Linked DNA regions of Mus musculus: region 2 is linked to region 1. A link is a contact called in public HiChIP or PLAC-seq data. All regions are on one chromosome and are shown on one strand. The core of a region is the stretch at or near the end of the contact, and the rest is flanking DNA. Distances in the headings are between cores, read along the strand shown. Region 1 has its middle 210 kb from the start of Cwc27. Region 2 has its middle 28 kb from the start of Adamts6.

The links. HiChIP or PLAC-seq counts read pairs in DNA pulled down with a chosen protein or histone mark.
Region 2: an H3K27ac HiChIP or PLAC-seq map of acute myeloid leukemia shows a contact between it and region 1, with 5 times the contacts expected there. The contact joins two enhancer-like sites. A contact is called at or near these places in 2 of 115 datasets of contacts at active chromatin or transcription factors (acute myeloid leukemia and astrocytes).

The regions. Positions count from the first base shown.
Region 1 is chr13:104,606,976-104,612,196 of GRCm38.p6, forward strand. No RefSeq gene overlaps it. Among named protein-coding and RNA genes, the nearest start is that of Cwc27, 210 kb to the right of the region's middle. Within about 2 kb of position 3,711, at least 148 of the 459 cell types and tissues checked have an H3K27ac peak or open chromatin away from gene starts, as enhancers often do. A contact at or near this core is called in acute myeloid leukemia, where this site is marked.
Region 2 is chr13:104,256,650-104,262,046 of GRCm38.p6, forward strand. No RefSeq gene overlaps it. Among named protein-coding and RNA genes, the nearest start is that of Adamts6, 28 kb to the right of the region's middle. Within about 2 kb of position 2,527, at least 4 of the 459 cell types and tissues checked have an H3K27ac peak or open chromatin away from gene starts, as enhancers often do. A contact at or near this core is called in acute myeloid leukemia, where this site is marked.

The DNA of each region.
Region 1 (5,221 bases), core at 2,461-4,960:
CAGCAGCTGTCCCATAACAGGAAGTGGTAAGGATGAGCCTTCCACAGCCTCATCTGTCTGCGGCCCTAGAGGCTGTTGAGTCATGGCAGGGAATTTATTTCAAATAAAACCCAGCATAAAGCAAGGGCTGGAGGAAGGTTCTCCACCCACCTCCCGTTCCAAATTCCACTCAGGTTTGGAACCGAGCTGAACAATTTTCATTTTGAAAGATGAAAAGGTGGAAGAAAGAATTCGGCCTCTTTTTTTTTCTTTTTTTCCCCCCCTAACAGTAGAGAAAGATAAGCATCTCTCTCCAAAGGTTCAAGGTCATGTTTACTCCTCTGGAATTCTCCTCGCCAGTTGTTTTTGCAGCACAATGCTACCCATGAGGCCTAACCCAAGAGAACCAGACATTCCCGACTGACTCAAATAATTCCGTCTTCTGACTGTAACCTTCTGGCACCTCCACGGTTTCCAGATTTGTTCCAGTTTTCATCACACCCTGGGATGCCGAGTGGCAGGATCAAGCACAAGATGCCTTCTTCACTGCCCGGCTGGTTGCCTGCCTACCACCAGGCTGCAGATACAGGGTGCAGAGCATCTAGAGTGAAACAAAAATTCCATTCAAGGATTTCGTTCTCGTCCACACATGAGAGGCAGAAATGGTTTTATGGTTTATTTTCGTGATGGGACATCTTAGAAAGCAACAAAAGGTGAATTCCTAATTGGCAATTATTGATTGTTGAGGAACTCATTTTTGCCTGATTAAGGGAGTCACTAAAAATCCCACACAAACCCGTCAAAAAGACTTCGTCTTGCCGTAGTCACTAGGGGAAAGGAAAATGACAATATGGATTGTTAAGCCATGTGACTTTCAACTACAGAGCAATTTGACTCTTTTTCTGAAGGCAAGTCATGTCTCTAGAAACCCCGAACAGTAACGCTAAATCCTTTCCACTTTTCTTAGGTGGATGCAGACATGATCGCAGCTGGGAGCTGGGATGTCTGTGTACACGTGATACAGCGTAGTTGTTTCTGTTCTCGGTCTACAAGAGACAAGAGATGACTTTCTGAGACTGGGGTGAACCCTTCCATACTGTGTCTGTCCCATGCAGGCCAGGCTCATTGCACTTAGGTACTCTGGGATAATTGCCCCCTTGCCAAACATACTCCTCTGAATTATTTCATAAAACCACTTGATAAATGGCTTTATCAAGGCCATTGTGTCTTGAAGAACTTAAATTAGTCCCAGCTGAGTTTCTCTTCAGTTAAAATAGATTTAAGTAAAATGTAAGCGTAAAGCTGTTTCCATTTTAACGGCTGAAGCACATTCTGGCACCAAGCGCACCACCTTCTTTAGACATTTATGACTTTTGTGTTTGTTGGAAGCGAACGAGACCTCAGGTGGCTGTATCTACTTCTTATATTTATGACTTTTGTGTTTGTTGGATGCAAACAAGTTCTCGATTTTCTATCTGTAAAATAAAACAAGAACAGCTGCTTCATAAGGCTCTCGGAGTGATTAAAAGAGCTAACGTACCCTGAGCACTGGGCACGCAGGGGCACGCAGGGGCACGCAGGGGGCACGCAGGGGCACGCAGGGGCACGCAGGGGGCACGCAGGGGCACGCAGGGGGCACGCAGGGGCACGCAGGGGGCACGCAGGGGCACGCAGGGGCACGCAGGGGATGCTTCTGAACTGTTTAATCCCTTCACCTCAGTGCAGATGCACACACGTGGTATGTGTGGCTGACTTAACTGTGTTAGTTTCTGTTTTCAAGTGACCATGCATTGTAAAACAATGAATTTTATCAGTAATTCAGAGGTGTGTGTGTGCGCGTGTGCGCGCACGCACTCTACCTACCTTTTAACCATTTACTTGGGGGTATGGCTTATTGGGAAAAGCACTGGTCTAATGTGCAAGATTTTATCCCAACACCACAAGATAAAGCCAAAGAACTAAATCTAGAGTTTTATCTTAGTTTCTCTGAGGTGCCCGGTCCTTTCCCATGCTTTCCCCACATGATTCTTTCTTGCTCAGCTGTGCACGTTTGTAGACTTCTTTCTTGTATTGCGTGCTCCTCCCCCACTGGCCATCCTGTTTCCTTTTCTAATAATCTCACCTTTCCTTTAAGGCTCCTTCGAAATGTCCTTTTATCTATGAAATCACCTTCAATTCCCTTAATGCAAAAATAATCTCTAGCTCACAGTCATTTTCGTGGCACTTAAAAAAATACAACTTTACATCTAAAATAGGGCCAATGAAGAAAAGCTGCAAAGGTTGCAGAGATGTCTCTCACGTACACCTTAGGCCAGTTCTCTAATGTTTACATCTCAGCATGGTAGATTTGTCCAAACTAAGAAGTGTTAGTTCAATCTAGAAGGGAGGGAGGAGTGGAGTGGGGTATTGTGTTGTTTTTAGAACGAGATAGTTCTCCGACAGAAGAACCACCAGAGAGCCGACCATTTAGATCCTACCACGGGTGGCAGCTATTTCCCCTGAGATTTCATCTTCCCTGAGTATCGATGGGTGGTTTATAGTTTCGAAGAGAAGGAAAGGACATTTTCTTAGGTGGTATAACCCCTGGCAGGGACCTCACTTTTGCACATGATCTTTAGCCAGCTAACCTAGGATAGAATAAGAAACCAGGGCTGGCGAGATGGCTCAGTGGGTAAGAGCACTGTCTGTTCTTCCAAAGGTCCAGAGTTCAAATCCCAGCAACCACATGGTGGCTCACAACCACCCGTAATGAGCTCTGACGCCCTCTTCTGGTTCGTCTGAAGTCAGCTACAGTGTACTTATGTACCATAATAAATAAATCTTTGAAAAAAAAAAAAGAATAAGAAACCAAATAAAATACAGTGCTGGAACAAGAAGAGGAGGAAGAGGAGGAAAGGGGAGGAGGAGGAGAAGAAGAAGAGGGGAGGAGGAGAGGGGAGGAGAAGAAAAGAAGCAGATAGAGGAGTATCTGGGAAGAGGGGATCAGCGGGAGGCTGAGGGGACGAATGTGCTCAGCACACAAGTCTCACAGTGAAAATGGCCATTCTTTAAAATTAAAGATTACCACCTAACTTTTGCACTTTTCATGTAAATTGTAACTGCCTGTGGACTCTAAGCTCCCTGAGGTCAGGCCTTGTGGTCCCAAGCTTACCTTCTCTGTAATATGTCCAAGAGTTTGCTTACTGTGGATCACAAAGTAGACACTTAAATAATGCTGCCGGTGAAGTGGGAGTGGGCGATGGCCTCAGCTGCCAACCTCCATCAAATCCCGTCTTATATTTTGCTTTTTTTTTTTAAATTACACTTATTAAAGCAGGACAAATGCATAGAAAAATATGACTATAAATAAACCCAACGAATTGTGGCAGAATGAAAATTACCACCCGGTTCCTCAAATAGAATGCTTCCTGCACTCCAGCAGCCCCCGGGAGTCCCGCCCAGTAACGACTGCCCATCATCTTGACTTCTTGTCCTGTCCTCACTTTCATTTTAATAACAGGACTCGGTTGTTGCGGTAATAGTTATAACGCAAACCACGTTTACACTATAATTATATCCAGACAAAGTGGCATGAATCTATTAAAATTTTAAAAAGTCACTGACTCAGGCAAGTGCACTGCAGTAGACATTCCAACAAGCAAACAATGCCCATTGTCCTCGTGGCTGACACAGCCTCTGCTTTGAGGCTGAGCTCGCGGTTGGGTGTACCCGCTTAGGACTGAGGGCATTTCCGGTCCTGACAACGGCAGGCCAGTGTAGGAAGCAGGACATAAACCATTTTCGTTTCTGTTCCCTTAGAAACACACGGAACAAAATAAAGTTTGCCAGATGGAAATATACAAAACCACTGAGGAAATAAATGTTATTTTTAAGTTTCTAAGAAGGTATCACACGTAACTGGGGTGGGGGTGTGGGTGGAAAGAATTCAAAAGCTGAGTGACCTTTACCGAGACAGCAGAGCAGGGTCAACTAGTGTCTAGGGGATGTGACTGAGGGGAGCTGACCTCATTGGACAGGATGAGAATGGAGTTGGCTTTCCTCCAACCCTGGGTGAGCTAGATGGCCAGAAGGAAAGCATCCTTCAGAAATGGGAACGGGGAAGAACCCTCATGGACCAAAAGAAGTGAGTGGGCGTGGAGATCTGGGGCTGGTAGGTTTGTTGCTGGTGGGTGTCAAAAGGCTGGGTCTTTTCTCTCAGACGCTGATGGAGGTCATGGTGAAAGTCAAGTGAACTAAGTAGGTGACAGCCACACTGCCAGGAAAGGGAGTTGCTCTGAAGAAACAGGGAGACTGCTAGTCGCCAAGTCTGGGAGAACCGCCATGATTGTCATCTTTAGGACCCTTATGTCACTGTTACGCTGGTGGGTCTCAGCTGGCTCAGGAACTGATGGCTTTGTTGTCGCAAACTTGCCAACTACTTTATAAATCTAGACAGAGTGTGGATTGTTGGTCAGTCTAGCCTTCCTCACAGATTAGTATTCAGAACGCTGGCTCTGCTGAAGACAAAGTTTGTGACATAGTATCTCTCATAAAGAGGAAGTCAACTGTTGCAAGACTTCCTGATGAAGTGTCAGTCCTAAACAACACCCCTGGACAGGGAGAACCATGAGCAGGGTCCCATGCCCTTTACTAACCAGGATAAAATAGCAACAGGGTGTCTAAGACTTGACAAAAGGCCTCCTGGGGACTGGATCAAAGAGGGCCTAATTCCGATACTCCTCAAACTATTCCACAAGATAGAATCAGAAGGTACTCTACCCAATTCATTCTATGAAGCCATAATTACTCTGATACCTAAATGACACAAAGACCCAACAAAGAAAGAGAACTTCAGACCAATTTCCCTTATGAATATCAATGCAAAAATACTCAATAAAGTTCTCGAAAACCGAATCCAAGAACACATCAAAATGATCATCCATCATGATCAAGTAGGTTTCATCCCAGGGATGTAGGGATGGTTCAATATACGGAAATCCATCAACATAATCCACTACATAAACAAACTCAAAGAAAAAAACCACATGATCATCTCCTTAGATGCTGAGAAAGCATTTGACAAAATCCAACACCCCTTCATGATAAAAGTCTTGGAAAGATCAGGAATTCAAGGCCCATACCTAAACATAATAAAAGCAATATGGAGCAAACCAGTAGCCAACATCAAAGTAAATGGAGAGAAACTTGAAGCAAACCCACTAAAATCAGGGACTAGACAAGGCTACCCACTCTCTCACTACCT
Region 2 (5,397 bases), core at 1,277-3,776, 350 kb before region 1:
ACTTAGAATTTTAAACTTAAAAAAACTTGTATCAGCATTTCAGAATTAAAATATGATGGTTAATCCCAATGACTTGGAAATCTAGTCACCTGTGCTATGTATTCCTGTGGAGAGTATCTTTAGATTACTTGATGTGCCACTATGAGTGGCACCATTGCTTGCAATGAAATCCTGTACTGTATAAAAATTAAGAACTGTGCTGGGCAGTGGTGGCGCACGCCTTTAATCCCAGCATTTGGGAGGCAGAGGCAGTTGGATTTTTGAATCTGAGGCCAGCCTGGTCTACAGAGTGAGTTCCACGACAGCCAGGGCTACACAGAGAAACCCTGTCTCAAAAAAAAAAGAAAAAAGAAAAAGAAAAAAAGAAGAAAAAGTAAGAACTGAGGACCAGTGAGATAGATCAATTAGTAAAAGTGTTGACTGTCAAGCCTGAGAACCTGAGTTTGATCCCTGGATACCACATGTTGGAGGGAGGAAGCCAACTTAGGAAAGCTTGTCCTCTGACCTTGATGTGTCATGCCATGTCATATGCTTGCTCTTCAATACAAGTGTGTATTTGTGTGTGTGTGTGTGTGTGTATGTGTGTGTGTATATATGTATATATATACACACAGATATATATAAGAAAAAAGAGGGTGTGTACTTAGCATAAGCATTCATTTCTATTTCTTGTGTGGATGCAATTTAAATAGCTTCCCCAAGCTATTTAAATTAAATTAATTAAGCTATTTTGTGACTTCTGCACAGTGATAGACTTTCTCAAACTGGGTTGAATTCTCTCACATTGCCTTTTTTTTTTTAAGGTAATTTACCACTGGAGGTTGAAAAGGTGGATTTGGTGGGCTGGAGAGATGGATCAGTGCTTAAGAACACCAATTGCTCTTCCAGAGGTCCTGAGTTCAATTCCCAGCAACCATATGGTGGCTCACAACCATCTGTTAATGGGATCTGATGCCCTCTTCTGGTGTGTCTGAAGACAGCAACAGTGTACTCATAAATAAAACATATATGTATATATATATATATATATATATATATATATATATATATATACACACACACACACACACACACACATATACTCAGAATATATAGACACATATATGTATATATGCCTGCATTTACTGCTTTTAAAAAAAAGACAAGATGGATTTGTACTAGGAGCAGGTTGTTGCTGTGATATACATTACCATTTGGTATTTAGGTCCTTGATACTGGTTTGTGGTGGGAATGCAGAAGAGTTTGGATATTTGACCAGAAAAACCCAAGTATGCTAGAAAAAGAGCTTAATGTGTTATTGTTGTGGGAAGACAAGAATGCTGAGAGATGTGTGTACAGTGAAGGCCCAGTTTATCAGAGGCTGTGGATGGGTGCTGCTTACTGGCTTGCTCCCTATGACTTACTTCACCTGCTTTCCTATAAATGCCAGGACCAATAGCCCAGGAGTGGAACCACTTACAATAGACTGGGCTACCCCCATCAATCACTACAAAAATTGCATACAACGTGAACTTCTGGGGCATTTTCTAAGTCAGGGTCCTTCCTATCTGATATCTATACCTTGTGTCAAGTTGACAAAACTAGCCAGTACATCTCTGAAGAAAAGTCTGAATTCCACTGGGTCAATAAGATATATTGAAAGGGGAGAGATGGCTCAGAGGTTAAGAGTGCTGACTGCTCTTCTGAAGGTCCTGAGTTCAATTTCCAGCAACCATATGGTGGCTCACAACCATCCGTAAATGATAGCTGACGCCCTCTTCTGGAGTGTCTGAAGAAAGCTACAGTGTACTTACACATAATAAATAAATCTTTTAAAATATATATATATATTGAAGGGCCATGCAGTGGTGCCACACACCTTTAATCCCAGCACTTAGGAGGCAGAGACAGGCAGATTTCTGAGTTCGAGGCCAGCCTGATTTACAGAGCGAGTTCCAGAACAGCCAGGGCTACACAGAGAAGCCCTGCCTTGAAAAGAAGAAAGAAAGAAAAAAGAAAAGAAAAGAAAAGGAAGGAAGAAAGAATATATTGAAGGGGCTGAAGAGATGGCTCAGCAGCTAAGAGCACTTACTACTCTTCTAGAGGACCCAGGTTCAATTCTCAGCACCCATATGGCAGCTCACAGCTGTATGTAACTAAGATCTTACACCCTCACACAGACATACATACAGGCAAAGCACAATACATATAAAATAAAAATAAATGAATTATTTTTAAAAACATATCTTGAACAAAATCCTATCCACTTCACACTCCATCTTGTGAAAACCCAAACCTATTTGCTTCTAAAAATATATGACTAACAGCCAAGGATATGTTTCTCCATGATCAGCATACAGAAATTGGCAGTTTAGTCCAAGATGCCAGGATACATACATACACCAAGGGAAACCCATAGCTAGCAAACCCATAGCTCCTGAGCCTTTCCAAACAGTGCTACTGTGTACCAAGTGTTCAGATACCTGCGCCTATAAGGCATATTTTTCACTGAAAGCACCACAGTAGGCATGGATGATGCAAGACTGAGTGGGCCATGAAGTCTTTCACAATGGTTTCACAGGAACTGAGAGAAGGCAATGTGTGGCAGGGTCAGAGTTCCTACAAAAATGGCTCTTAGAAGCTTTTGTGTGAAAGTGAAGGCAAATTGCAATAGCGGACCCCACCTATCCCGGATGTTGGAAATGCTATAATCATGGACCATCTTGGAGGAATACTGCAGTAGAGACAGCAAAAGGGGCAAAATTAGAGAATCCTTTGAAGCCTGATTAATTTCATTACAAAACCCTGATGCTGGGCATAAAGCTTCAGGATTTGTTTTCCTTGCTGGATTTTGGTCTGATTATTTCTTGCTATCTCCTGATTCATGCATTTTTTGATGGGAATGTTTACTCTGTCATTGTAGACCTCCCCCACAACCCCCCAGGAGCTCACAGTTAAAAGAGATTACTATATGGATTTAGGACTAAGGTAATTGGAATTGATAAAGACTTGAGGGGCTTTCAAAGTTGTTCTATATTTTGCCTTTTGAAATAAAAGATTTTGCAAACTAGGAGTGAAAAGTGTGTGTGTATATGAGAAGTAGACAAAGAGAGTAAGACAGGCAGGCATAGAGGGTATGGATAGGAGAGTCAGAATTTTACTTGCTATGTAGACCCAAATGGCCTCAAATTCACAGAGTGCCTCTGTCCCCTGAGTCCTAGAATTAAAGTACGCCACCACACTGGCTAAGGTTATGACTTGAAATGATGCATTTGGGTGTCAGATTGATAAGGGGTTTAAATTCGATGGCTGATTAATTTCCTTTGTTATCTTGGTAAGATCTGCATCACCTGGGAGATAGGCCTCTGGGCAAGCTTATATGGAATTATGTTTACTAGGTGAATTGACGTGGTAAGATTCATCCAAGATGGGTGGCACCTGGTTGATGCACTACTTATATTACACTATATAAAAAGGAGAAAGATCTCAACATAAGAATTCATTGTTCTCTGCCTCTTGACTGTGAGTACAGTGTGACCAGTTGCTTCAACCTCCTGCTGCTGTGATTTCTCTGAAATGATGGACTTTAAACTGTGAGCCAATTAACCTTTTGTTCATTAAGTTACTTTTGCCGGAGTATTTTATCAGAAATACAGGGAAAGTAACTGTCAGGGTTTCTATTCCTGGACAAAACATCATGACCAAGAAGCAGTTGGGGAGGAAAGGGTTTCAGCTTACATTTCCACATTGCTGTTCATCACTAAAGGAAGTCAGGACTGGAACTCAAGCAGGTCAGAAAGCAGGAGCTGATGCAGAGGCCATGGAGGGATGTTCTTTACTGGCTTGCTTCCCCTGGCCTGCTCAGCCTGCTCTCTTATAGACCCAAGACTACCAGCCCAGAGATGGTTCCACGCACAAGGGGCCTTTCCCCCTTGATCACTAATTGAGAAAATGCCTTACAGCTGGATCTCATGGAGGCATTTCCCCAACTGAAGCTCCTTTCTCTGCAATAACTCCAGCCTGTGTCAAGTTGACACAAAACTAGCCAGTACAGTGTCTAAGTCATAAGTCTTAACAAAATATGTGAAATGTTTGTGTAAACAAAGCACAAACATCTGATAGAAGAAATCCAAGATCTAAGTAAATGGAAGTATATTCATGAATAAGAAGTTATACTGTTATTTTATCTATAGGTTGAATTCCATCTCAATAAAAAATCCTAGCAAGTTATTTTTGAGATCTTGATGACCAACTCCAAGTTTTTATGGAAAGAAAAAATACTCAGAATAGCTTCAAAAATATAAAACAACAAAAAATAATTGGAGGGTAAAGGCTGGTTAAAATATTAGGTTGGAGATCACAGAAAAAGATGAAGAGATGTCAAATATGTGTCTGAAAAGATGCTCAATATCACATGTCTTTAGAAAACTTTGAGGGAATTAGTAAACCACACTAGTAAACCACAAATTAGTAAACCACAAATCTCCCTCCTCAAGATGTTATCTAGAGAGGATTAATAAAAAGACAGGAAAGACCTCCTTAAAGTTTGGTAGCACTCCAATAGGCTAGGATCCTAGATGCACTTAAAAGAGAGGAAGGAGGAAGCCTAGGAACACAGGAATATCTGTGTTCCAGGAGACAGTACAATATAGCCAAATGAAGGCCAGAGAAGCAGTAGGTGTTGCCATATAACCAAACCAGGCACTAGCTACTCTTTAAAATCTTTGTTTGTTTGTTTGTTTGTTTGTTTTTTCGAGACAGGATTTCTCTGTATAGCCCTGGCTATCCTGGAACTCACTCTGTAGACCAGGCTGGCCTCGAACTCAGAAATCCGCCTGCCTCTGCCTCCCAAGTGCTGGGATTAAAGGTGTGCGCCACCACCACTGGCAAAATCTTTTATAACAAGCAATATTTTGCTTTTTGTAGTAATGTAGTCCTCTTCACTGGGAAGCAAGCACTTGAAAAGAATTGATTGGGGCTAGAGAGATGGCTCGGCAATTAAGAGCATTAGCTGCCCTTTCAGAGAAGCTGGGTTTAACTTTCAGCACCCACATGACAGTACCTCTGTGTGTAACTCCAGTTCAGGTCTTCTGACATTCACACCGGCATACATGCAGGCAAAATAACAATGAACATAAAAAATTATATATTAAAAAAGAATCCATACTACGGGTATTGTCTTTTGCTTTCCATTAACTGTGATAAAGACCATGACCAAAATAAACTTGGGAGGAAAGAGTTTATTGGCTTATACTACCAGCTCACTGCCAAATCACTGAGGGAATTCAGGCAGGGCAGGAATCTGGAGGCAGGAACTCAAGCAGAGTCCTGCTTACTGCTGTATTCTTCCTGGCTTTCTCAGTTTACATTTTTATGCTCATCAGGACCACCTGCCCAGGAATGGCACAGCCCAAAGGG